Linked DNA regions of Mus musculus: all the other regions are linked to region 2. A link is a contact called in public ChIA-PET, Hi-C and HiChIP or PLAC-seq data. All regions are on one chromosome and are shown on one strand. The core of a region is the stretch at or near the end of the contact, and the rest is flanking DNA. Distances in the headings are between cores, read along the strand shown.

Region 1 (5,122 bases), core at 2,084-4,583, 310 kb before region 2:
GTTTTGAAACTTTCAAAGAGATAGTTCAGTCCATCTTTCAAATAACATTCCAGAAATCCCTAAAATATCAAATGGCTAACGGTTTGTGTTACACATATATATTCCCACTATAGCCTCAGCTTATATTCACACACCATAGAGCCCAGTAATGTGAACCGAGAGCAGCTTTACAGATGGAAAAATGTAGAAGGGTTATGGGAACCTGGCACCGTCTGAAGCCAGCCTTGGGGTTCAGATTATTTTTAGAGTTTATTTTGGTCACACTGTAATGAGAAATTCCTCCTTCACACAGATAAAGGATTATATAAACCATAACAATTAAAAAAAATAGTCAGCCTTGCAACCTTGAAATATTTCTGTAAGTCATCAGAGAATGGCAGGGACCTGATATCTCCCAACGTCTTTACAACGAACTTGTTTTGTAACATACCTATTGGTCTGCAGTGAGGATACGTTGAGAGCCATTATGCTACGGTATGAAAACAATTTAATATATCTTAAAGATGAAATTTGAATAAAATGTTTGTAAAAACCTAAGTGATGTTTCTCAAGGCATCAAGAGCCACCTTGAGAGAGCTGGTTGTGCTGGCACACACCTTTATGCTCAGAACTCAGGAGGCAGATGCAGCCAAGTATCTTTGAAGTCAAGGACAACCTGGCCTATATAATAGTGAGTTCAAGTCCCGCCAGGGCTACAAAAGTGAAACCTTGTCTCACAAACAAAACATCAAACCTGGTGACCTGAACCTTGTGACCAATAAACATTTACTTACTAACTCTTTTGTGACAAATTCCACAGGCAGCTGAGGACTCAGCCCAGGTGAGGCTTCCGCCTGAAAGATGAGCTAAAGCCAGAGGGAAATTCCATCCAGGACCTCACATGTGACTCGTTCCAAGGGCTCTGAAGACAGGTGAGTGGGAAGCCCCAGGCATCAGTGGGCTGGAGGTACAGTGTGGGTGCACAGCAGGTTTCCCGAGGCCCTGAACTCTGTGCTGGGAACACATCAGTGCATCTTATCTGAGGCAGGGGCATTTTTTTTTTTTTTAAGTGCTCTGCAGAAACCTAAAGCAGAAAACACAGAACTCAAAATACACTATATTTATCTCTTACATGTACCTAACATGATTTTAAATTATGAAGGTTTATCTTTTTGAGAGAGAGAGAGAGAGAGAGAGAGAGAGAGAGAGAGAGAGAGAGATTGATTGAGCAGAAGAGGGTATCAGATCCCCTGAAGCTAGAGTTATAGGAGATTGTGAGTTTGTTTCTTGTCGGTGCTGGGGACTGATTCGGACTCTCTTACAGAGCTGTACTCTTAGCCGCTGAGCTATCTCTCCAGCCCCAAAGTTTAATTAATAAAGTGGGTACAGTAATAGATTATCAATTGAATCATGAACAATAATAAGCCCCACAAAATTATTTGAACCTCATAGATCGTTTCCATCCACAGTCCCCATATTACGTGGGGTGATGACTGAAAGCTGGAGGGAGCCACTGGAGGTGAAATTCAAGAATTAAGTGAAGAGTGAAGAGAGAATTCTTGGAAGGAATGCAGAGACCCAGGCCTGGGAGGGGAAGAGCTGCTTTTACACTGGGATAGGGTTTGGAGGTAGCTGATGCATGCTGGAGTTCAGGACACAAACCTGGAAAGGTGGGGAGTGTCAGGCATGAAGGGGAGTGGGGCTTCAGGCTAACCAAGAGGTGGTGATGAACGGAGCTGATGGTGTCTAAGCCAGACAAGGCTGTTACATAATTTCCATTTGTTTGTTCCCTTTTGAGAGAGAATCTGGATATAGAGTTTAAATTGGTCTTGAACTTGAGGCCATCTTCCTGCCTCAACCTCTGGAGTGAGGAAGCTATGGGCCTGTTTTACCACACCCAGCTATAATTTGTGATTTTTTTTTTTTAAATAAAGACTTCTATTATTATGGGGGCATCTAGGAGACTGCGATGAAGCTAAGGGTGGTGGAGGCTGAGGCAGATGTGTTGAGTGATATTTAGGAGATACCGTGAACACAACTCGGTGATTGTCTGCAGTGGATGAAGAAGGAGATGCAGAGAAGCCGAAGGCCCTGCTTAGACTGCCATGAAGAGAGGATTTGCACCCAGATGGTTCTGCCTAGGTATCCCTTCTAAAGCATTATTAAGTCAGACTTCCAGCTAAGACTAATCAGCTTGGACACAGGACAAAAGAAACGCCTGAAGCCTGGGCTCTCATGAGGGAGCAAGTGTTTCTTCATGGAGGAGGTCTGGCTTACCACTTGTTGCTAAGAATGAGTGGAATTATCAGGCAAGAATTGGTTAGCTGGTGAAATTAGTCCACCAGCCAAAGACCAGAGTGGGTAGTGTCTGTGTGCCTCTCTCTCTCTCTCTCTCTCTGTCTCTCTCTCTTGTGTGTGTCTGTCTGTTTGTCTCTCATGTATGTGTCTGTCTGTCTGTCTCTCTTGTGTGTGCTCATTTGTGTCTGTGTATCTCTCTCTCTCTCTCTGGGCATGTGTGTATCCATGCATGCATGCATGCGTGTTTGCACAGGTGTGCAAGCACGCACACTTGTGCACCTGCACAGAGCCCAGAGGAGGGCAGATGTTTTGCTGTCTCTCTACCTTATTCCCTCGAGGTGCAGACTCTCACTGAACCTGGAGCTACTCTAGAGGTCGGCAAGTCCCATGATCCTCCTGTCTCTGCCCACAACAGTGCTGCGGTACAGGCTCATGGGTGGCCACATCAATCAGGCTTTTTATATAGAATCCAAAGCCCAGTACTCACATTTGCACACACATCCTCACCTGCTGGGCCATCACTCCAGCCTTGAGTTAATGTTACATTAATGAGACAGCAGACAGATTTCTCTCGGGTCTTATCATGAGGCAACAATATGCTTTCCAGATAGACGTTTATTGCAACAGACCCTACCAGGAGGATCTGAATACAGAACTTTCCAGTAAAGACAAACAGCCCTGGGGCATCTGTCTCCCTCAGTGTCACAGAGTCCCTGGCACTTCCTTAGTGCATCCCAAAGTCTGGTGTTGAGTGTTAACAGCAACACTCAGGCCGGGCAGTGGTGGTGCACGCCTTTAATCCCAGCACTTGGGAGGCAGAGACAGACAGATTTCTGAGTTCGAGGTCAGCCTGGTCTACAAAGTGAGTTCCAGGACAGCCAGGGCTATACAGAGAAACCCTGTCTCAAAAAAACAAAAAACAAAACAAAAAAAAAAAACAAACAAAAAAAAAAAACTCAGCAACACTCAGGTTGCCAAGGTGTTTGGAGGGGCCGGGAGGGGGATTTTTGTGGTTTCTGAAATAGGAAGTACCACCCTAAAGTGTATCATTTCTGAAGTGGAGAAAGTTCCGGTAGGCTTTCAGAAAAGCCAGCCCAATGACAAGCTGATGTTTTCAACATATTTATAGGTCAAAATAGTAAAAACATGACTTATCTCAAAGACCAATGGTGTTATTTGCATGTGAAGTGACTAAAGTACACTCCATAGTTGCCCACTCTGAGAATTTATTAGCCACAGAAATCTAGCTCGCTTTTGTGAAAGACACAGTGGGCTGCCTATCGTGATTGTTTTTCTTTACTGCAGACCTTCAACAAAGCTCGCTTGGGTTTGAAGATGAATGCCAATGGAGACATACGTGTTGATTATCGACTCTGTGGCAAAGCATCGTGGTTTGATAACAGTAAAAGTCGGTTCTTTCCGAAACTCACAGTCATAAAGAGATGGGTGTGGTCTGTCTGTCACCAAGGGTGTTGCTTTGCTGGGCTCCGAACAAGTCAGGCCCTGATTAGACTCCAGTTAAGAAGCTTGTGTGTGTGTGTGTGTGTGTGTGTGTGAGTGTGTGTGTGTGTGTGTGAGCGCGCGCACAGAGGATTGTCCTGTACACATCTGTGTGGATGGCAACTGGCTGTGTGGACCACCTTTGCCCAAATGACTCCAGTGGCCTCTGGCATCAGAATCCCTGTCCCTGCTGGGAGCAGGGGCAACTCTGGATGGTCTATGCTGGCATCCTGACTCCAGAAACTGAAAGGGAGACACCTGAAGCTTGGAAGTTTCCCTGGCCTGTGGTAAAGCAATTCTTGAGGGAAAATGGCAGAGGCCAAAAGGAAGCAAGACCACACTATTGCCTTAACCAAACGGGAGAGGAGAGGAGTTTGACTCACTCCGTGTCGTTTGCATCCAGAGCCACCATCCTGATCCCTGAAGTGTGGAAGCTTCAAATGGTTTGCCATCCAAGAAGAGCCAGGGGCTGACAAGATGATTCAGTGGATTTGAGCATTGGCCACCAACCCTGATGACCTGGACTTTACCCTCCAGTTGTCCTCGGACCTCCACACATGTCATGACACACATTCCCCATCCTCCAATACATTAATAAATCTAAAAGGTATTTTTTTAAAAAGCCAGAGAAAGGTTTGGAATGTTAAGGCAGCATGGTGTTAAGAGCTGTGGACTCTGGGCCCACACTGCCTGGGTTCAAATCCCCATACTTCTGATGGCTCTTATGTGTGGGAAAGTTATTTATCCCACCCCCGTGTTTTGGGCTCTCTCTTTGAAAAATGGGGAAGGGGAGGTGTGGGGTTAGTAATTAAGGGTTTTCTTGGGGGCACAATTGAGTTCATAGTTGTAAAGTTCATAGAAGAGGTCACTTGGAAAGTCAAGAATTTCTGTAATCCACCCAACACCCATCTGCGATCAGGTACTAGAGAGCTTGTGAGAACAACTTCTTCTTCTCCTCCTCCTCCTCCTCTTCTTCCTTCTTCTCTTCCTCCTCCTCCTTGTTTTCAAGGCAGGGTTTCTCTGTGTAGCCCTGGCTATCCTGGAACACCCTTTGTAGACCAGGCAGGCCTCTAACTCACAGATACCTACCTGCCTCTGCCTCCATTACACCTCTACCACACTGGCCACCTCCAGTGGGAACTTCTAAGGAGTCCATCTTAGGAGCCAAGCACCCACTCCCACATCTTCCATCACAACCTTGCCCTTTGGACCACTTCCCTGGATCTGTTTTGAGCTCACATCACACTCAACCTGGTCAGCTCTTCCCTCAGGGAGCTCCTCCCTTGCTGCCTGAAGGCCTATCTCTCCTCCTCTGACTTCATTCGTGCCCACAGGGCCTGCAGCT
Region 2 (5,395 bases), core at 1,201-3,700:
GCAGGGTGGCACAGAACATTTTAAAATTGAGAACATCGTGAACAGATCAGGAGTTCAAAGTAAATATCTTTAATCCCTATAAACCAAACAATAATAATATTAAAATAACTCCAAAAGAGAACATGGAGTGAGGTGGATGGCAGGGAGGGAGGTGCGGGGCAGAGACCAGGCTGGGTGTCAATCAGAAGCACAGAATAAGGAAACAGAAAAGAGAGTGGAGGAGGTGCTGGGGTACAAGGGTGTGATCTGGGATGGGGACTGGAGCGGGCCTGGCCTGGGGCTGCGTGCCTGAGTACTCAGAGTCAGCCAGTAAGAGCTCAGTTAGAGGCCAGCATGCTCTACCCAGCTCTTCCAGGACAGCCAAGGCTACACAAAGAAACCTGGTCTCAAAACAAACAAACAAAAGAGGGGGTGGCAGACAGGGAGACAGGGAAAGGACAGGGCAGGGCAGGATGGGAGAGGATCAAACAAAAACAGCAGAAATGTAAATTTAAAAGAAAAAACTTGTTGATTTTAAGCAGGGGATCTCAAGAACCGACAAGAATGTCCCAATCACTGGCCCTCCCTCACCTGCCAGGGCTAACTGAAGGCCGCTAATGTCCACAGACTGTCCCATGTTTCCAACGTCCATCAAGGCAATCTGGCGAGGTGTCTTTTTGAACAGTTCCCTTGGGGGTGCCAGCATGAGCTGGGAGAGGAAAAACTTTTCTGGTGGAGTTATAGGAGGCAGGAACCCTGCAAATAAGAATGCATGCCGGTTTCTCGCCAATGGGTACTGGTAAAGTTTTAAAATTTAACTTTAAAAGTTAACTGGAAACTTTGCTACTTGCCACGTGGAGCTATTCTTATGATCTAAATGTAACTGAGTTCCAGCTGATTGAATATTCACACTTAGTACACATAGTAATCCATAAACAAATATATCGCTTGAGATTCTGTGATCTATGGAAATGTCAATGAAACGTAAGGTTTTAATAGCTGTTGAGAACTTTTTGTTATCAAATACTTAGATTCCTACAAATTTAAACATACTTTAAAAATTATATATATATGTATATGTGTGTGTATATCTATATCTCTATCTCTATCTCTATATCTATATATATGTACATATGTACATGTATGTCAGCCTGTGAGTGGTACAGCTGTCCCAGAGTCCTGGACGAGGCTCATGGTATAGAGGAAGTGACCCTGGGTTCCATCCACAGCACCAAATTTAGGGGCGCATCCTCAGGTGTAATCTATGCCTGATCTTAGCAATGCTGCAAAAGCAAACATTCCACAATACTGCCCAGGACACATGCATCTTTGAATGGTTAATTAGAAACGACTTCATCCTCTCCTCACGCGACATTACAGCTAACCAAGGAGTTGGCTGCAAAGACTTTAGATATTGTGGTGATGTGGACTTCAACCTCAGGTTCTTAATACCGACTTCTTTACTCGGAGGCTTAAAAAGGGGGTAAACTCAGTGCCATTGGCTGTAACTTCGCATACCTCAGGACCTTACAATCAAGAATGAACCGTATCTGGCATACTAAAATATGTCCAGCCCGTTTGTGGGCTTGTACGATGTGTTGGCTTTTTCGATTGGGAGGGATCATCTGGAGTGTAGTGAATTTGAAAAAAAAAAAAAACCAAAAAAACAAAACTTGCAACTTCTATCTCTCCCCTATTTTAGGGAAAGAAAGTATGGAAAAGGAGGGAGGGTCGATCCCCTCCAAGGAGGCTGAATGTCCCTAGCTGACGACCCCCCTCCCACCCCCACCCCAGAACAGCTGGCTGCGCCCGCACGGCTGGCTGCGGGACGTACCTGAGAGCGGGGGCCGGTCGGGCTCCTGGCCGCCGCGGGCGGGCGGCGCCGGGTTGAGCAGGTGCGCGAAGCTGGCCGCGAACGGGTTGGCGGCGAGCGGCTCGGTGCGGTACATCTCCCAGAGCAGGTAGAGCGCCGTGAGGCGCTGCGCCGCGCTAGGCAGCAGGTCCGGCTGCTGCAGCAGCATCACCAGCACCGAGCCCAGGCGGAAGTGGTCGGCCTTGCTGAAGTAGTGGTGGAAGGCGGTGGACAGGCCCTCGAAGGTGCTGCCGCCGCCCGCCTCCTCCGAGATGATGCTCAGCAGGCTCGAGAGCTCCTTCGGGGTCAGGCTCATCCTGCCCGCGGGGCCTCCAATCCCTGGCCCAGGGCCGCCTGCTCCGCCTCGGCCTCCGCTCGAGCCCGCCGGGCCGCTCCGGAACGCCGCTGCCTCCCGCGCCCCTCTGGGATCCGCTGAGGAGAGAAGCCGGCCAGACGCCGTGCTCGCCCCGCCGCCGGGCATCAACCTCGCCCGCCTACCCCGCTTCCCGGCCGAGAGGCCCAAGGCGCCGACTCGCTGCGTCCTCCCGCGGCCGTAAAGCGCACCCTTCCGCGACAGCGTCGCAAACAAAAACAGTGCCTAAGTCAGACGAGCGGAACGGAGACACAGGGCCGACAGACCGACGACGCTGGCCGAGCGGAGGTTCCGGAGACGCGAGTGGGCGGGGCGCCGTGTCCGGAAGGGGGCGGGGCGCCGTGGAGGGCGGGGCCGCGTGGTCTCTGAGCTGTCCGAGTGGTCCTTCCCTGCCTGAGTGATGTAGAGACCGCCGTTAATTGCCCTTAAAGCCCTCAGAAGCGATCCTTGGGTGACAGGGTGGCGCCAAACCTGCCCAGTCAATATTGCCTAAGTTATAATTTGGAAACTAGGTCTTAGATGCTAACTGGTCTGATAGAGCATCCTTGACGGCTCATTTCTTGTAAATACCAATGAAAACAGGATTCTCAGAAACAGTTTAAATTTCGAGCCTTGCTCGTATTCTCAGAGATGGGGTCGTACCGCACATAAACGTTTGGTTATGTGAACAAAAATCTAGGCGAGGCCGGCACCAGGGAGGCAGAGGCAGACGAACCCCTGTGAGTTCGAGGCCAGCCTGGTCTAAAAAGAAAGAAAAAAAAAAATCTGAGAAAACTGTCTCGAGAAATATTCGTTTACAAAATCGTTTGCAGTGCTTCTTTTTCCTTAGCCTGCCCTAGGGCACTTTTTCTGGACGCCTTGGCTGAACACTGGAAAACCCTGGAAATTTCTTTACATACCAGCCTCCTGGACCTGGTCCCCTGTGATCTGTTTCAAAGGCACCGCTGCCCGCTCCCCACCCCTATGCTCCGGTGGTGACTAGTATCCACTCTAGAGTTACAGAAACCGAGCGACTGTCATCAGCGTCACCTGCTAGCTACCCTGTGCTAAAACTCTTCGGCAGCTGAAAGTTTTCTATTTACCGCTGAAGTTCTCAAGGAAATCTTCAGGAACAGGTGATGGGTATGGCGCATATTTTAAAGGCCTCTTTAGTTTACTGTTAAACCTGTGGAGGGGTTCTGCCAATGAACATTGCAATCAGCAGAAAATATAGCTTGCCAAACGGGGCAAATGATTCAAATTACCTCTTCTACTACTACTACTACTACTACTACTACTACTACTACTACTACTACTAATTAGTCAACTATGTTCTCTTTGAGCCTTTTTACATTGGATGCTCTATGACAACTAATCATACTAAAACCCACTCATGCTAGTTATTGTCATAACTTATTGTTAGTTGATAACTTAAATGTTAGTACAGTATGGGTGTTTCGAGATGTTTTAAGGTATTTGAGCACAGCACGTTACCCGCCAATAGAGCTGATTTCCACTAAGATTAATACCAAGAGCGTCTTCCCTGTTTCCACTGGGCTTGTTTCTAGGGTTTCTCTGCCATTACCACAAACTGAGTTCATTTTCACTGTAGAACCCACTTCCTCTCCCTTCCTGAGGCTGAACGTCTGGAATGGGTTATATCAATTCTGCCATTCACCTTTGAAGCATCAAGGGGAGAATTCTTCCAAGTCTTGTTCTAGCTTCCAGTGATATCCAAAGACCCTGGTATCCCTTGGCTTATAGCTGCACCTTTCCTTAATTGTTATTAAGTTTCGAACTGGGACTCCCTGCTGAGATGCATATTAACATATCAAAGCTAACCCGGCAGCCTGTTTTTTTCCCAGCCACCCCCAGTTCCTACCTGACAGGCTATGGCTGGCACACCCCTCTCTCTACCCTGAACTCTGCAGCCTAGAGGGTGGGCTACCCTTCCACTACAGGATCTTCCCTATAGAACCCAGACTTTTTCTTTTAAAAGGATTTATTTATTTTTATGTATATGAGTACACTGTCGCTGTCTTCAGACACACTAGAAGAGGGCATCAGATCTCATTACAAATGGTTGTGAGCCACCATGTGGTCACTGGGAATTGAACTCGGGACCTCTGGAAGAGCAGTCAGTGCTCTTAACCACTGAGACATCTCTCCAGCCCTAAACCCAGAGTCCCAGTTCCTTTTGTACCTTTGGACTCCTGACAGCTGTACATGGTCCCCCCCTTCTCCCCACATGGTCCAGCTTGGTCTAGTCATGTCCACTCTGGATGGTCCTGCCTTTACCCACACTCTCTGATGTATTTATAAAAAGACAAAGACAGGGGAAATATGTTCTATGGGACCAGCCACACACGGGATAGTATAGAATAGAGTTTATTCAGGGCATGGGGAGAGGGGTCAAGAGGGTAGCAGAGGCAGAGAAAGGGGGAGAGGAGAGAGGAGATGAGCGGAGAAAAGAGGAGCGGAGAGGAGGGGAGAAAAGAGGAGCGGAGAGGAGAGGAGAGGGGAGGGAAGGGGAGAGGAGGGGAGAGGAGGGGAGAGGAGGGGAGAGGAGGGGAGAGGAGGGGAGAGGAGAGGAGAGGAGAGGAAAGGAAGAGGAGGAGGAGGAGGAGGAGGAGAGGCAAGCCATGAGCACATGGAGAAAGAGGGGGAAAGGAAATGGGGAGAGAGCAGGAATGAAAAGCAGGAAAGCAAGAGCAAGAGGGCAAGAGAGAGAGAGGAGGGGCAAGCAGCCCCTTTTATAGTGAGTCAGGCACACCTGGCTGTTGCCAGGTAACTATGGGGCAGAGCTTAGACAAAATGCTAACACTCTCCCTTTTATCTACTTTCTCCCCCTCCATACTGAGGAGCAGTCACATCCTTTCCTTATTTCTTCTCTTCATTCAGTCATGTCTCCTCTAAGTTTCTCTGTGGCCTCCTGCTACAGAAGGCTGTGCTCTGGGCACCACATGGTTGTTGCTGGGATTACCCACACGAGACCCTCAGAAGATCAGACCCACTAACATTCACTGTGGAAGGAGAGTGGGCTCGTGCGTGGGCTTGTGAAGTGCTGCACTCGACACACAAGGCCCTGCTCCTCCCAGGATGAAGAGCAGTTATTGGTTGTTGGGTTAGAGACTGAAGTGGTGCCAACGCCCGTGAGTTGTCTATACTCCTGTGGGTAACCCCTGCTCACGCTCCTGTAAGTATCCACCCAA
Region 3 (5,574 bases), core at 367-2,866, 280 kb after region 2:
CATGAGTGTTCCGTGAAATGACCTCCTTAAGCCTATTGTGCTGCAAGGCCGATGTTTTCACAAAATAAAACCGTGATGTTTTCAAATTGGCTGGGAGGTGGTTTGAATTACAGGTCCCAAGTTAGCTGGAAAATCCCAATTCTCCTCTCTACTAAACCAACAAAACATGGTGAGTTTAGTTTGTTCAAAGGAAGAAAATCAAAACTCGGAAAACAAGAACAAGTTGAAATCAAAACAGGGGACAGTAAGCACACACATCTCCCCACTGGCTGGGTTTATCTCTCGTGAACAGTGAATGTACCTTCTGTCCTGCCAGGAGGCCCTGATGAGGGGCCTCAGGTCCGGAGATGGACAGCATTTTTTCTCATTATTTTTTCTGTTATAAAAAGGCTTTGAAGGACAGGTGCTAATGAACTGGAGATGTTCCCCCTCATCATTTGGGGGAAAGTAGGAAGTGACTTCTACCTTGTGATTCTTCCTCGACAAACAGGCAATAAAAAACCAGAGAGGCAGCAGCTGCCTCCACAATCCCTAGCTTCCCTTCAATTATGGAATTCTCAAGTTCTGGCACATTCCCCAATTGGGGAAGAGCCAGTCTGACAGATTTGATGGCAACTCTGGTTGAATCCAGCGCTGGCCACAAGAAGCCACATCTCAAGAGCTTTTCCCATGGTTTCACAGAGAGCCCAGGGTGAGCCCATGACCAGACCCCCACAGAGCTCCCCCGACTACCAGAAACTCTGCCACAAGCATCTACAAGGCCAAGGCTGGGGCTTCATCTGCCTTTTGTGACTCTGATTTTTCTTTTATAGTTAGTTGCCTTCTTCCAAGGGCATGGTGATTCATTGTTCAGGGAAATGATGACATAGTTCATGAAGGAATGAATGGAGAAAGTTAGAAAATGTGTTATTAAATCAACTTACAATGATACCTTTGGTCAGACAAGCCTTTCCAACCTACAAATGGCTGCAGTATCTGGGCGGAAGGACCATTGTAACAGTCCACAAGGTTCCTGTAATCTTTGTCATCTACTTCTCCATCCCTGAAGATTCCCTCTGGGCGGCCCCTTTTACGAGAGTTCAAGCCACACTGTGGTCCGTCCTGAGTGACAGTATGTGGCCAGGGTGTGGACAATGGATGCCTAGTGAAATCAGTAAGAGGGGCAGGAGGCTTATGAGTCACTCTTGTGGCTGAGTCACACACAGTCTTTGTTGGGAGCCACTGCCAAAGACAAACCCAAAGGGTCTCTGTGTGGTGTGGGGCCCTGTTTCTCTCTCCAGGTAGCTGTGTTCCAGGAGATCCCGCTGAGTCTGGAAAACGTCATCCTAAATGGGCTTAAGGCTTCGAAGGGAGCAAAAGAGAAACAAGATGTTCTCGGGCACAGAAATCAAACTAGTTTGGACACTGGGGTATGGTGTCGGGGATTAACATCAGAGTTTCCTATAACGTTTAACCAAGACGTGGGATGTTTCACGTGAACCACTGGCTGGTGGAGGCAGGAGAGTTAGTGTGAGTGTGAGCTGGATTTAGGTTTGAATGCCTTCAACCTCTCCTCCTCTGGTCTTGTGGTGGCTTTTGCTGGATCCCGGGTCTGATGATGTCATCAGTAACTGATGTGGTTACGACTTGCCTTCCACAGACAAGAGGACACACCACTAGGATCCTCTCCTCTCCTATAAGACAGTGGCTAGAAACAGGCTATCTGGAATCCAGTCCGGTCTATCTGATGCCACACACCAAGACGGACCGAGCATCAGCAGTTAGCACTGAGTCCTCCTCCTCCTCTCCCTTGCCACACCTTTACTTCTTTCATTTAGAGTTCAGGTAGTGTCTTGTCTGCCTGAACACTGCCCACTGCCTCTGATCACACCAGGTCTGAGCAGAGCTCCCAGGCTACAGGAAGCTCGCGAGGGGAATATCTAAGACAGCATCAGCATCAGCATCAGCAGCAGCATCAGCATCAGCATCAGCAGCAGCAGCAGCAGCAGCAGCAGCAAGAGGTTTTCTTGCTTCACAGGACTGTGATTTGTTATACTTCCTTTTAAAAGGTATCCGTGAGGTTAAACCTCCCTGTCTGTCCTCAGTTGGCTCTCGTACAGTTCAGCTGAGTGCATAAGGGCTGGCTGGCACAGCTTGTTCAAATGTCCTGGTCATGAGAAAACAGGGTGTGTTGGGAACTCTCCGGTCAATTTGTGTGGTTAGCTACTCCTTGTCTCTTGGCCTGATGTCATGAAGGAACTGAAATTGTACCGACAGTCCTATCCAGATGTCCTCAAGGCTCTGGCCCCTCACAAGGTCCTTCTTATTCGGCCCTGCACAGTTTAGTGTAGTGGTGCATCCAGGCTAGGAACCCACTATGGCTGCCCTGCTCCTCTCCTGACCACAGAACAAGACCATTTTTGCTATGCTTCCCTATGGTCGAGTGTGAAGTAAGCCTGGCCTGGACCTAGGGCATGGCTGGTCAAAGGAGAGGCCCAGCATCCCCTGTGAGGGTTTGCAAGCAGGACAGAGGCTTTCTTTTTCCTCCCTCCACCTCCTCCATGTGTATATGTGCAAGTGTTCTTGACCTTGCATACACAGCAGAGGCCAGAGGTCAAAGTCGGCATGTGTATACCGCAGCATTTGGACGTTGGAGGGCCACTTTGGGAGTTAGCGCTCTCCTTCCACTATGGATCTTAGGGATTGAACCCAGGCTGCTAGGCTCGGGTGGGCAAGTGTTTTTATTGCTGAGCCACCTCCTTTTCCTTCTAGCTTACCGTGCGTGAGGCAGGATCTCTCACTGAACCTGGAGCTGACTGATTGGCTAGGCTGGCTGGCCAGCAAGCTCTGGGGCTCTACCTAGCTCTGCCTCCCCCCACCCCCACCCTGTCCCTCAAATGCTGAGGTTCAGGTCCTCATTCATGAGATAAATGCACTTTTGCTTGCAAAATCCTCTTAGCCCTGGCATGTTTCAGAACCAGAAGTCTTAGGCCCAGGATACCTTTCTCAAGGCTCATGGCTATATATGAACATAGGTGCTGGTGAGACCAGCCATGGCTAAAGCTCTGGTTTAGCTTATGGTTTTCATACGTATCAGCTTATTTAAGCATAGCCATCAGATCCTGAATCTAATCCAACCAGAGCAACCAAGAGATGATGTTCTAGGCCCACGGTCCACGATCTGACATAGAAGAAGAAATAGAAATAACCGCTAGAAATAGAAGAAGCAAGCATGCATGTGTGGAGTGAAGGAGGGATGAGATATACATCAATCAACACAGCCCCATAGTTCAGGAGACACAGATCATGTTGTAGCACCCAAAGCCCCGATTGACAAGCTGTCAATCTTCGAGTGGCACTCCCATCATCCTCTGCTGGGCCTCTGTCTCTGGTATCTCTAAATCTCCCTTTCCTTGGCATTAGACACCCAAGACCCTTTTACTTGGTGGCAACCCCTCAAGGACAGGACATTTCCTGCCCTCTAGGAGGCTCAACAAGCAGCTGAGGCTCATAGTGCTCAGGGAAGGTGTCCGCAGGTTGTAGCTTACGTGTTGGAATCTGTCTTTAAAACCTTGGGAGAAAAGCCCAGCTTTTGGTTACCAGCAAGAATGGGTCCTAACACAGGGCTGCTGGGACACAGGCTGAATGCGGGGCAAGGGAGACCCTACGACTAGATCCATGTTCCGGCTTCCCCGAGGTGCCTGGAGGTTGTCCTTTAGACATAACAGACAGATTCAGACACCCCAGAGACAGCCGTCTACACTGGTCAGAAGGCAACTTACTCCGCCTGGTGCCTCGGAGCAAGGCCAGACAGGCTTAGCCTGCTGTGGGCACACAGCAAAAGTGGGTCAGCATAACAGCCTTGCTCATCCATGGGCATGAACCATGAGGAAGCAAGGCCTGCTCCAGGTCCAGCCTGAGCAGCTCGGGGTGGCCTCTAGGTGGCAGACAGGGGACCATGGGAGAGCACCTGGAAAGAGTTCTTAGAGAGATCTGACTCCTTCTTGTGGGCACCTGCACTTACTTCCACAGGACACACACACACACACACACACACACACACACACACACACACACACACAACTCATCCCTTTAGCTTAGACAAACATATACACATAACTAAAACAAACAAACAAACAAACAAAAACCCAAGTCTTAGAAACAAAAGGCAAAACTAAAGCACAGAAAACCAGCTCAGATCGCAGGCTCCACCAAGGCTCTGATTGTCACTAAAGACAAACCGACCACTTGACAGGCACAGAGGTAACTGTGACACTTTACATCGACTGCTGGGAAGCAGATGCTGCCTCCCAGGTCTCCAGCTTCCTCTGCTGTCCTCTGACAACCAATCCGGAGGCCACTGGAATAACTGCTGCCACCCAGGAGTGGGGACTGATTTTGTTAAGGGTTGCCAGGACTGGAGGGGACAGACACCTCATGAGGGAGCGGTCAGGACCCTCTCCTGTTTCCGTAGCTGCACTAGGCTGCAGCATATGGACCGAAAGGTCTGGCTGAGGCTGTAGCTCAGTGTAGGACAGTTGCCTACTAACAAGGCCCTGGGTTGGATTCCTAGTACGTCAAGTAAATATACAGAAAGGCCACCTCCAGGCTTTTCTGTCTAGAAGTTGGACAAAGTACCAGAAAGTGAAGGAAAATGACAGAGGCCAAGTGTCTTAGTCAAGGTTTTACTACTGTGAACAGACACCATGATCAAGGCAACTTTTATAAGGACAACATTTAATTGGGGTTGGCTCATAGGTTTAGAGGTTCAGTTCATTATCATCAAGGCCAGAGCATGGAAGCATCCAGGCAGGCAGAGTGCAGGAGGATCTGAGAGTTCTACATCTTCATCTGAAGGCTGCTAGGAGAAGACTGGTTCCCAGGCAGCTAGGCCTAGGGTTTCAAAGCGCAGGTCCACAACTACATACCTACTCTAACAAGGCCACACCTATTCCAACAAGGTCACACCTTCAAATAGTGCTACTCCCTGGGCCAAGCATATACAAACCATCACACTAGGTGAGCTGACCTACTTCCAGGAACAGGTGTTTGGAGTCAGTAGGTTCCAGAAGGTTCTAGGACACATCTGCACCAAGGCTAGTATTCATATCTCCCCCAGAGAAGGCTGGAATGTCACCCTCAGCAAACGGGGCGAATGAGAGTCAGCCTGAGGCTCCCAAGAGAGAGTTCAGGGCAAAGCGGCAGCAGACATGTTTGTAAGAGACTTTTCTAATGTAGGACATGGCTTTTCCTGAATTTCATTCCATACAGACGTGCTGATAAAGATTCTGTGTCCATCATCCCTTGGGAAGTGTTCAACTAGAAATATCCAGGACTTTGGGAATATCCTCCCAACCTCTTTAAGGAAATTATCTTATGCAAAATTTTTTCTTTGACCTTTTTTCTTCAAAGAACTAAAGGCCACAGTATGTCTGTCCTCCCTCCCTTCTTTCCTTCCAGGCTTTACTTCTAACTCCGTCCCTTGACCTATACTTTTGAATGTATTTAACAGATGATAAACGGACTCTACACTGACAGAGAGGCCAGGATTCACCCTTCAGGAGGCAATGGCTTGGGGACGTCCCTTGTTCAAAT
Region 4 (5,100 bases), core at 2,568-5,067, 450 kb before region 2:
ACACACACACACATACACACACAAACACACACACAGCGGAGTCAGAGACAATTTGCTGGAGTTATTCTTTCTCTCTCTATACTATCGGGGACCCAGTAATAAACTCAAGTTGCTGTGCTGGGTGCAAGCATCTTAATCCATTGAGCAATCTCACTGGCCTAAATGCTTTATTTTAAATCCACCTTAAATGCTAAGGCATTTAGAGAACAATGCTTTTCATATGAAAAAGTCTGAAGTTTCAGAAAAATATAAAACTGGGTCACAAAAGCCAACAATGGCAAAGAAATGAGGTCAAGTCTAAGTGAGTCAATTTAAGCACATGGGAACATGTCTTGGGCTGTCCTGCTCCTCACGATATGCACATAAATGTTGGCAGATCCTCCAGGAACGTGAAGCCATCTAGTGCACAGCCACATAGCCCTACAGAAGCTGCAGCAGGGTAGGGGCAGACTACCTCCCTACCTATAGTTATTTCCTCAACAAGCTAGCAGGGTGTCTGATGTGAACATGAGTAAGGAAGAGGGAAAAAACCCACAGAACTTCTCTTTTCTACCTCTTCCAGCCGCCTCCTCTGTTCTTTCTGCTGTTCAATCCGCTTCTGCCTCTCAGCCAGCAGCTGCCTCTTATACTCCTCCTGCTCCCGGAGCTGCTGCTCCTGCAGAAGCTGCTGTCTCCGCAGAGCCTCAGACCGCTCCTTGTTCTCCTGCTGCAGTCTCAGGAAATCACGTCGCAGAGTTGACTCTCCAGGCACATTGACGATGGAACTGCAGGGGATAGGGTCTGTCAGGGCTCCATGCATCACCTGGGCCTCGTAGGGTGTGACCCAATGGGAACACCCAGTTCCCTTCATGGGGCTACTGACTGGGCCCAGGAGTGACCCAAATCAACAAGTCTACAGGATGACAATGCCTACTGCTCCAACGGCTCACATCATCCTCTATGACTTAGTAATGTCTGAAAATGCAGTCCTAGCAGATAAGCATTCTTTCACGGGACTCTTCTTTCATGTCGGGTCTTCCTCTGGCCCTCTAGTTTTGCATCATGGCACAGAAGTACTAGCACCCACTGGTCTCAGCATCCCTCCGTTCTCATCTGGCCTACACCAAGCCTGCTTTGTTCCCTGACACTATTTTCTATCATCAGAGATGGCAGCAGGCCTCACAGGAGACTTTTCTGCGTTGGGGGCTGTTCCCCAAGCCTGTATCACACAGACTGGCAAGACACACCTCCTTAAACCCGTGTCCCTCTTTGAACTTCTATTCCCAACTCATGGCTCCCATGGGTCTCAACACAACCTTCATCTTGGTTTTGTTCTGTACTCAACCAAAGGTAAGGCCAGAGCTAGAACAGCTGTGGGCGAACCTATTACTAAAGTACAAACATAAGAAAGTAAACCCACTGAGCTAAAGCAGGCAGAAGACACCCGAAGGATGGAGGTCAAAGGCTGGCAACCATATTTGCATGTAGGGAAAATAAGGCTGTGGGAAAGTTTCTCAGCAGAGGGCCTGCTGGCCTCCGAGCTGCACGCTTCTCTGTGTGGGACTGACTTTGGTCCGGCAGCAGACTTGTACCATTTGTGCCTTCTGCAGCAATAAATGCCAAAAGCATTAAATCCTCAACCTCAAACATAAAATTGAATTAAAAACAAAACTAAAAACGAGGCAAGAGTTTGGGAAATTGTTCACAGAGATCTGTCATGGGGTGAGAAAAATGGCAGACAGGAAGCAAGCCAGTGCTGTCCACTGCTCCACGAAAGCCTCACAGAGTGTGGGCAGGCATCGGGGAAGCCTGGGCTGGCTGCCGTCTGTACCTTGGCTCTCCCTCCTGCTCAGGCACTTCCTCCTCCTCCTCCTCGCTCCCGCTGTACTCGTACTCCGTCTCATCTGAAAAACAAGGCCGAGAGAAACAGGAGAGCTCAGATCCTCACAGATGCCCGTGTAGACAAGCATCCCCAGAGTCAGAATGACCAAAACCAAGATGCAACTTGTGAAAACGGCATGGGGAGAAGCGTGTCTGACCTCCCGTCAAAGGTCAGGAATTCTGAGCTGGCTACACTCCCTACAGAAGAGCTGGTCATTCTCCACTGATAAAATCTGAGGAAGTGTATACAAAAAACAAGAAAACCAAAAAACTCAACAGCATCAGCATAGTCACACTCAAGAAAGTATTACACTGACAAATATAAACAGATATCGATACATAGATGACAGAAATAGCAGATGTGTTAAAAATTCAGAGATCTCAAATACTGGTCTAGAGAAATCAAGAAGCTAAAGCAAACGCAGCTCATGTCAAGAAATAAAGAGCAGCGAAGAAAGCACCGAGGCAGACTCGGGGAGAGGGGTCACACAAAAGTAGTCACCACATCCAGCTCTCTGAAAAGATCAATAAGATTGACTAACTCCAAGTTATACTAGTATCATAAAGATAAAAATCAAATTGTTACCATAGAGCCAATGAAACCCAAAAGATCCTTAGAAAATGCTCTGAAAACTTATATTCCAAAGGTTGGCAAGTGAAAAAAAATGAACAAGATTCTAAATGTCTGCAGTTTACCACAATGAAATCTGTAAGATATGAGCACTGAGACTGGGATGGGGTTAAGAAGTGTAAGGCGGGACAGATGCAGGGCAGGTTGTGCCAAATTGTTGAGGATGACCGGACACCAACACTCTCACCACTCCACGAAGAAGAAGGGGAAGACGCTACCAGACTCATCCTATGAAGCCAAGATGACCTACCAGCAAACCCAATAAAGACGGAATAAAAGAACATCAAAGGCCAATTTCTCTAAGGAACATTGGGTTTCTTATATTCTCAACAAAATACTTGAAAGCCATATTCAAGATCATATAAAGACACAACCAAAATGGCTTTATCTCGAGGATGCAGAACTGTGGCAGCCCACACCCCCCAATTTTAATACATGGTGTAAATAAACTCAAGGACAGAGCTCAAAAGGAGAAAACTTGAGCCGGGCGTGGTGGCACACGCCTTTAATCCCAGCACTCGGGAGGCAGAGGCAGGCAGATTTCTGAGTTTGAGGCCAGCCTGGTCTACAAAGTGAGTTCCAGGACAGCCAGGGCTATACAGAAAAACCCTGTCTCGAAAAACCAAAAAAAAAAAAAAAAAAAAAAAAAAAGAGGAGAAAACTTCTGACTCGTGGTACACACCCAGCAGAGGGGAGGATAAGACGGAAGAATCGCTGTGAATCTGCAGCTTACGTTATAGTGAGGCCCTACTTAAAAAAAAAGTCCCCAAGAAAGAAGGAGCACAAAACCTACAGATATACTTCTAACAGTAATGGCTATAGTAAAGGCAAACCTATAAACAACACTGTACTAGATGGGGAATAGTGAATATATTCTCTAAAACCTAGAACTAGACACTTATTTGATACAGTGTTTCAAGTCCCACCCAACTAAACAGTAATACGTAAAAGGTATAAAGACAAGAAAGAACTCAAAGTATTGCTAATCTCAGACACTTAAAGACCCTGCAGGATACAGAATTAACATACAAAACTCAGTAGCTTTCCTATATGACAACCACAAACTCACTGAGAAAGAAACAACTGTCCAGGAATAAATCTGAGGCAGAACCGACCATGAAGTCATTATGCCACTTGAAAATGACACTACATAGCAAAATCTTCCTGTGCTTAAAAAAGTAATCTAAAACATACATATGAAACTGAAGACTGTGTAGTCAAATCAACCTCAGGGAAACGAGGTGTGTTTCACACGGTTTACCCGGGTGTCAGTGTGCGGTATATGACATAAAACCAGGCGGAAATCACGAGAGGGGAGGCGGGCTGTTGAGGAGTGTTAGCATCCAGTGGTCTTGCTCTTGCTGTGCAAGTGTGCAGGAAAGCCCAGGGCCACGAGACAGGAAGAGGAAAGAGGGTGCTAGGGAGGAAGAGCACAGGGGAAGGAGTGCAGCTCAGCAGCAGCAGCAGTACTTAAACTGTCAGAATGAAGCCTGCTGCTTTAACACAGTCTAGGGCCCCTTAACGCTATGGTAGGAAGGCAAACTTAAAGGAGCCTTCATACCTTTCTCGCCTCTCTTCTTTCTGGTCCGGTCTATGTGATCCTTAAGCTGGATTCGAACCTGCCTTTCATTGGGCTGATCCCTTATGAAAGGGTGTTTTAAAAGTTGCTCTGTAGAGGGCCGCTGCATGTAATTCTTCACCAGACAGCCTTCTATAAAGCTGAAAAATTTCTTTGACCTGTAAGAGAAAGTGAAACATATCATCAAACTTCTATCACCAAAGTTAAGCTCAAAAATACTGGTGACGAGCCTGAAAACCATTCTGTGACCAAACCTGCAGTGCACACTAACAATGTACTGCAGCAGTCAGCAGTGTCACTGGGACCACACCTGCAGTGCACACTAACAATGTACTGCAGCAGTCAGCAGTGTCACTGTGGTCACACCTGCAGTGCACACTAACAATGTACTGCAGCAGTCAGCAGTGTCACTGTGGTCACACCTGCAGTGCATACTAACAATGTACTGCAGCAGTCAGCAGTGTCACTGGGACCACACCTGCAGTGCACACTAACAATGTACTGCAGCAGTCAGCAGTGTCACTGTCACCACACCTGCAGTGCACACTAACAATGTCCTGCAGCACTCAGCAGTGTCACTGTGGTCACACCTGCAGTGCACCACAAACAACATTATCATACAGAGCGATAAAAGCAGCCAGGTTTAAAGGAACAGAGTTTAAGTCTACTACTACTCACTAACCATTAAATCATGGAACAAGCAGAGGCACAGGAACAGAGAAAGGCCTTCACTAACGTGGGGGTCAGGGAGGTGCACAGATGACCATAAGTCTCATAACAAACAGAGATGAGCAAGGGGCCTGCCTCTGTTGGCAAACGCAGGGCATCTACGGATGGATGCTTCAGCCAGCCTTACACTGGCTTGAGCTCGATTCATCAGGTCCCAGAGTTTAGTGGACAAAGGCAGAAATGACAGGTTTTACTTTGTGTGTGCACGATGGGGGTGGGGTGGAAGACTCAGCCCTGCCACTGGTTGGTACACTTTATAAAACATCACAACTATAGCTGCAACCCACCCTAACCCCCAACA

Evidence for each region. A called contact is a pair of places that touch in the nucleus more often than the background predicts. ChIA-PET counts read pairs in DNA pulled down with a chosen protein or histone mark. HiChIP or PLAC-seq counts read pairs in DNA pulled down with a chosen protein or histone mark.
Region 1: a contact with region 2 is called in an RNA polymerase II ChIA-PET map of memory CD8 T cells, with 8 read pairs. The contact joins the enhancer-like site here to the promoter of Cnot11 in region 2. A contact is called at or near these places in 1 of 39 promoter capture datasets (liver), 3 of 115 datasets of contacts at active chromatin or transcription factors (memory CD8 T cells, pro-B cells and thymic regulatory T cells) and 1 of 9 other capture datasets (adipose tissue).
Region 3: a contact with region 2 is called in an H3K4me3 HiChIP or PLAC-seq map of bone marrow-derived macrophages, with 2.7 times the contacts expected there. The contact joins the enhancer-like site here to the promoter of Cnot11 in region 2. A contact is called at or near these places in 2 of 39 promoter capture datasets (embryonic stem cells and hippocampal neurons), 3 of 484 Hi-C or Micro-C datasets (B cells, the G1E-ER4 cell line and adipose-derived mesenchymal stem cells) and 3 of 115 datasets of contacts at active chromatin or transcription factors (bone marrow-derived macrophages and embryonic stem cells).
Region 4: a Hi-C map of CD8 T cells shows a contact between it and region 2, with 1.9 times the contacts expected there. The contact joins the enhancer-like site here to the promoter of Cnot11 in region 2. A contact is called at or near these places in 3 of 39 promoter capture datasets (the C10 cell line, cranial neural crest and embryonic stem cells), 2 of 15 datasets of contacts at CTCF or cohesin (large pre-B cells and pro-B cells), 12 of 484 Hi-C or Micro-C datasets (B cells, the Ba/F3 cell line, CD4 T cells and 7 more), 10 of 115 datasets of contacts at active chromatin or transcription factors (the 230-238 cell line, the NIH/3T3 cell line, bone marrow-derived macrophages and 7 more) and 4 of 9 other capture datasets (adipose tissue, embryonic stem cells, liver and 1 more).

What each region holds. Positions count from the first base shown.
Region 1 is chr1:39,841,017-39,846,138 of GRCm38.p6, reverse strand. It overlaps 1700066B17Rik (RIKEN cDNA 1700066B17 gene), which reads left to right. Exons shown (of 5, transcript NR_040465.1): 2 at 293-474; 3 at 800-911; 4 at 2,036-2,121; 5 at 3,583-3,711. Among named protein-coding and RNA genes, the nearest start is that of 1700066B17Rik, 3.8 kb to the left of the region's middle. Within about 2 kb of position 3,333, at least 38 of the 459 cell types and tissues checked have an H3K27ac peak or open chromatin away from gene starts, as enhancers often do. A contact at or near this core is called in memory CD8 T cells and thymic regulatory T cells, where this site is marked.
Region 2 is chr1:39,532,756-39,538,150 of GRCm38.p6, reverse strand. Cnot11 (CCR4-NOT transcription complex, subunit 11) reads right to left here and starts at 2,450. Exons shown (of 7, transcript NM_028043.3): 1 at 1,814-2,450; 2 at 571-735. The coding sequence starts at 2,312.
Region 3 is chr1:39,252,278-39,257,851 of GRCm38.p6, reverse strand. All of the region lies in intron 1 of Npas2 (neuronal PAS domain protein 2), which reads right to left. Among named protein-coding and RNA genes, the nearest start is that of Npas2, 61 kb to the right of the region's middle. Within about 2 kb of position 1,616, at least 70 of the 459 cell types and tissues checked have an H3K27ac peak or open chromatin away from gene starts, as enhancers often do. A contact at or near this core is called in adipose-derived mesenchymal stem cells and bone marrow-derived macrophages, where this site is marked.
Region 4 is chr1:39,985,753-39,990,852 of GRCm38.p6, reverse strand. It overlaps Map4k4 (mitogen-activated protein kinase kinase kinase kinase 4), which reads right to left. Exons shown (of 32, transcript NM_001252200.1): 10 at 4,053-4,228; 11 at 1,811-1,883; 12 at 554-764. Among named protein-coding and RNA genes, the nearest start is that of Map4k4, 87 kb to the right of the region's middle. Within about 2 kb of position 3,817, at least 16 of the 459 cell types and tissues checked have an H3K27ac peak or open chromatin away from gene starts, as enhancers often do. A contact at or near this core is called in CD8 T cells, DN3 thymocytes and bone marrow-derived macrophages, where this site is marked.